Linked DNA regions of Danio rerio: region 2 is linked to region 1. The links are chromatin contacts, called in public Micro-C maps. All regions are on one chromosome and are shown on one strand. Each heading gives the region's core, a stretch centred on a gene start, on an enhancer-like site or on the middle of the called end of the contact. The rest is flanking DNA. Distances are from core to core; before and after follow the strand shown. Region 1 holds the start of ajap1 (adherens junctions associated protein 1). Region 2 holds the start of nphp4 (nephronophthisis 4).

Region 1 (2,700 bases), core at 36-2,535:
CAGCATATTTATCTGTTTTCTGCTCATTATATCAGGCTTAAGTCCTTTTAGTGATATATACAGTACTTTAGATCCGAAGAAATGTTGTTTCTCCAAAATGCATTTCCAGTAAGATTTTGATGGCAATAAAACGTTGAGCTGCTGGAATCTGCTTAACGTTTGCAGTTAAGGCTGGATTTGATATGCCGTACTGCTCTTTAATGACGCTTATTTATCTCTTCATTTTCTATTTCCACACGCACAAACGATTTATACTGGCACAATTTAAAACAGCTTTGGCTGCAGATGTTGTAAAGCTCATATTTAGAAAATGTGTCTTTTAAAGTTTGCTTATCTCCTGTAGAAAGTGATAAGCGTACATAAGCCTGCTATTATGTTGATGTTTTTCATGAGCTAATGATATTTTCTTTCCTTTACCCCTGTGTGACCTTCACATAAACCTTTTTTGTATTTTTAGATTTTTATTAAGGCATTATTTATTATGTTTATTAAGCCGCTTTTCTCATGGGGATCATTAGCTGGTCACAACAATATGTGTGATGGGGTTTAACTATCCTTCTGGGGACATTTTGGTCCCACAATAAAAGCAAACTGTGACACTTCATAACCTCCACATGCTTTAGTTTTTTTTTCTTCGTGTGTTTTCTTCATCGGGGTTGTTTTCACAAAACCCTTCTCTTAAACGCACCAGCTTAATGAGATTTCCTGCGGCTGGCTGACAGTCTACAGGCAGTTTTTATTCATTTTCAGTCGTTCTAAAGAAATAAACAGAATTCAACATTATTCGACACCACCACTGTCTCTTTCTTCTTCCTATACTGTAAAATAGAGTGGAAGATCAATCATCTTAACAACAAAAAAGAGTTTCTCTGTTTCACAAGGAGGAAAAATGTGGCATTATACTGTCATGTAATTTGCAGGATGAGGTTCTATTGCCTCAGTAAACCCACCAGACACTGTATTAACCTTGGGATGAGAAACTGATCTCCCCCTTAGTGGAAAGTGCTGTACACTGGTTGAGCTTTTCATAGCCCGTACGCGGACTGATTTATCTCTGGGAGGCGAGATTGGGATAGAATTGGGTTCGGATGAACTCCTCTGAGGGAAACGGCGGGAAGGAGGTCTAAAATGTTACATATTTTACTTTAAAATGACGTCACGGGGTTGTCATCTAAAGCAGGACTGGCAGGTTGTTAGTCAGACGGAGGAGGAAAAGAGAGAGAGAGGGAGAGGGAGAGAGAGAGCGAGAGGGAGAGAGAGGGTGGATAGCGCGCGCAGTGGTGATAACACTATCTATCTATCCAAATGACGAGCGTTGCTTTCACGCGCTCCACTCATCACGCGCGTCCGTGAAGTGGTGTTTCATTTCTCACTTTTCTATTTTTTTCCCCGCGTCACACATTTATTTGGTCTCTTGAAAGATTGAGAGAACTATCGTAGAGCTTTTGGGGCCGATTGGACATGCTTTTAAGCCACGGAAATCTCGATGTTTTATCTTGCGTTTTTGTCTGCGCTCGGTTTCATGATGACAATGTAGAGAAAGTGCGCCGTGACCGCGAGCGCAGCGCACGAGTGATGTTGACGCCGTCACCCTGCCGCCTGGTTCCCACAGCTACTTGACTTTTTTTTCCAGTGGAGTATATTTTAGATGAACTTGTGAATGTAAAAGAAGACGGCTGTTGAGACGCAAGTGAACCGTCCAGCTGCCCACGCTGCCGCTGGGTCGCTCTGCACGTCTGTGCGCACTTCTGAGGAGAAACAGCGAGCAACTAAAAAAGGGGACAAGACGCGTCCTTGTTTTTCGTGAATTTTTTGCCCAGTCCACGTTTGGAGAGCTCTGGAAAGACGTGGAGCTATTTCAAGCTGTCTGCTTCTCGGGATTTATAACATTAGAATGCTAACGTTTGGAGTAAGGTGTCTAACTTAAGGTGACCATCACGCTCGAGCGTCGACGTTTGTTGGAACGCATAAATGGACGAATATCAGGAAGACTGATTCAGAATTGTTGTCTGGAAAAATGTGGCTGAATCGGTGTGTCACACGCAGGTAATAAATATCCCTTTGGCATCTCTATCTAAGAGCTGAATGCATTAGACGCCCCAAAAAATCCTGTCACCGTGCAAGAGTTTTGTGGCAAGTTGATGCGCGTCGCGCTGTTTTCACTTCTGCCTGTGATGTCTTACTTAAACCTCACAGCTTTGGGTTGATAATATTCCCGAGGAAACGTTTTAAGTGATGCTGATTTTGTGTGAATAACTAGAGGGCTCGTAATTAACAAGATAGTGAATCAAGTTGAAGTTATGAACGCAGCGTTCGCTAGGGGTCGCCAAATAACCGCGATGCGCTTCCAAAGACTTGACGCGCGCAAATTAGGTCGAGTATCAGCTAAACACACCCTCACATACCACAGTACACCGTGCCAGAACATTTTCTGTGCGGTCAAGACATTTATGCCATTTTATGAATCACATCTCTCCCTGTTAGATTGACATTTTGATCATATGGTTCAAATGGTGTGCAATTTGCCAGTGGAATGTCAGGTTGAGTCAGACTTGGGAGCTGTAATGGCCAAGGATTTATTTACGGTTTACAGGAGCTCTTAGCACTTGATGTTGACCACGTATGGCTAGAGTAGCATTAAATCGAAAACGGACATGCATGCAACAAACCGTTTTTATTCATTGCATGTGCCAAATGCTA
Region 2 (2,700 bases), core at 103-2,602, 710 kb after region 1:
AAAGCAAATAGGTTAAAACTAAATAATATGTGGCTAAATACATTTTGACAAAAAACAAGACAGAGCAGGAGTGGGAACCTTTTTCAGCAAATAGTCATTTCTTTTTTTTCTTTTTTCTTTTTTTGGTAAATACATTTTTTAAAGAGCCATTGATGTTTACTACTAGAAACTACAGATTAGGCATGGGAAAATTAATTTGTTTTGCATATCTCGGTTTAGAGAAGTCAAATTTTTAAAACCGCCAAAATTTTCTGTTATACCTATGGTATATGTAAGACTGTTTTAAATTGTAAAGAAATCTGTGTTTGACAGAAGTCAATGATTGATTATAATTATTTAGCCGGACATGTTTACTGCTCCAAAATATTTTAAATGCTTCTCATAATAAAATACATTGTGTTGAAAGGGAAAAAAAGTTTTTGTTTTTACCCAGACATTTAAAAAGGCTATATTTTAGAGCAGTAATCATAATAGTGTAAAACCTGGAAACCATGATATTTTTATCCAAAGTAATCATATCATATAACAAACTTTTACTACATTATATTAATAAACTAATTAAGATGAATAAATAATATATTGCATTGAGCATATATATAAATAATAATATATAAATAATATAATTAATTGTGGTCTCATGATGTGCTTTTAAAAAGGCAAAGCATTACATAATATTTATTTTTATTTGCATGTATTTATTCAGTCTGTGCAAATCATTTGTACTTATAGTGCTTTAAATGAGAGTATTGTAATAAGTATATTTATTCCCCATCCACCTGTGTCACGTGAAGTCCATCGAGGTGTTTGAAGAGCAGCTGCAGACCCTGAGCAGATCCTGGCGCTTGTCGAGCAGTCTGACTGTGCGGCGGAATCACGCGGTTCCTCTGGAAAGCGCTTCTCCACTCAGACATCAGAGGTTTTCCTCAATAACTTACGTTACTATCAATCTACCAGGGAAGCTTTCTGTCGGTCACTGAGCGTTAATGATCCTGGCAAACATCCCCGGAACGCCTTAAAGCTTCACGGGCTGTTAAATCATTCCCACGGCCAATGTGAAGCTCGTGTTAACGGTAATTAATTCAGATCAGATGCTGGACTAATAAAACTGTTAAGCGCTAAATTACCCGAGAGACCCAGGTTCATTCATTTGAGTGAACAGCAGCTGTTCTTGTCGCTTTTCTTTTCTTCTACTAACGCTTCAGTCGCTGTTAACTAGGGTCCGTTTACAACAATAAGTGAGTCAGCTGTAACACACACTGTTACTTTTGTAATGAAAATACATTGTTTAGCTAACGTTACTGTACTTGTCAGAAGAGATTCCCTCTGTACTGGTTGCCATAGCGTCTGTCAGTCGTTGCTAGGGTGGGTTAAAGAGCGGTTTGGCGCTTTTCTGCACGGGAGAAGTGCGAGGATTGTTGGACAGCGACACTGTACGGCTCGGCGGTAAAGAACACTGCCTCATTCAAAGTTATTTTATTTATTTATTATTATTATTATTTTTTAATGTATTTATTTTTTTGCTTTAATAAAAAGAACCAGCATGTAGTTTCATTATAAACAAAATCACTTTACATTCCTTAACAAGAAGGATTCAATGAAAAAGGAGAAATTATCTCTTTTGCAAAGTTCAGCTTCAACGCTGATCAAACACACCTGATTTAGCTAATTAATCTCTCAGGTAGCACTTAATAATTACAGGCAGCTGCGTTGGAGCAGGGCTGGAACTAAAATCTGTATGTAGGTAGATGTCCAGGAACACGATTAGACACCCCTGGTTTAAAGAAATATATTTGTGAACAAGGTAAAAAAAAAAAAAAAACGGATTTAATATGTATGGCCATACTCTCCCAGTTATTTGATTAAATTAAGAATTGCTTTTGTAGAATTGCTGATGTTTTGTATTACAAAAAGGTGCAAACAGCACGTACAATTTTAGAACATTTTTATTTCAATTAAATTACATTTGATAACTGTAAAATACTATGAAGTAATATTAAACGAAACATTAAATTACCGTAGTTCTGCATGGTAAAAATGTACAGTAAAGTACTGTTTCCAGTATGTGTACCACTATTGTATTTAAAGACAGTGAAATGATGTATTACATTTTACAGTAAATGTAATACTATTGTAATTAATATTACAGTAATTTTACTGTTTTATGAAATACAGCAACTACTGGATAATTGTTGCCAGTAATTTACTGTTAATTAAACAAGATTGTTTTTACAGTGTGCACTAAATTGCATTGATTCCTAAAACAAAAATCTGAACATTGGATGACGTCTGGCACAAGATAATTTTTTGATAAATACTGTAATGTTTTTAGAAAGATGATTTTGGGATGCTGTTTTCATCACTACATAATTTAGAAAATGATATAATGAATATAATCAGGCAAATTATTGTTTAACATAAACACTGAGAATACGGATTTAAAACTGAAGCTTTGTGTAGATGCAGCATAGGAGAAAAATCATTTAAAGACTTTATCCTTTAAAAACATGCACTGTAATTTCAATCTACAGACATAGATTGACAAATTGTGACAAAAGAAACACTTAAGGATGTACAGTTGAAGTCAGAATTATTAGCCCCCCTGAATTATTACAAACTAGGCAGGTTAGGGTAATTAGGCAATATATTTTTGTATAACGATGGTTCGTTCTGTAGACTATTGAAAATATATACCTTAAAGGG

What was found. Hi-C and Micro-C count contacts between places; a contact is called where the count stands out from the background.
Region 2: a Micro-C map of caudal fin shows a contact between it and region 1, with 8 times the contacts expected there. The contact joins the promoter of nphp4 here to the promoter of ajap1 in region 1. A contact is called at or near these places in 2 of 18 Hi-C or Micro-C datasets (caudal fin and an unstated tissue) and 1 of 4 datasets of contacts at active chromatin or transcription factors (embryo).

What each region holds. Positions count from the first base shown.
Region 1 is chr8:23,461,721-23,464,420 of GRCz12tu, forward strand. ajap1 (adherens junctions associated protein 1) reads left to right here and starts at 1,286. Exons shown (of 6, transcript XM_005166950.6): 1 at 1,286-2,046. The coding sequence starts at 2,018. All of the region lies in intron 3 of LOC141375626 (a long non-coding RNA gene), which reads right to left.
Region 2 is chr8:24,170,513-24,173,212 of GRCz12tu, forward strand. nphp4 (nephronophthisis 4) reads right to left here and starts at 1,353. Exons shown (of 28, transcript XM_073910322.1): 1 at 777-1,353. The coding sequence starts at 911.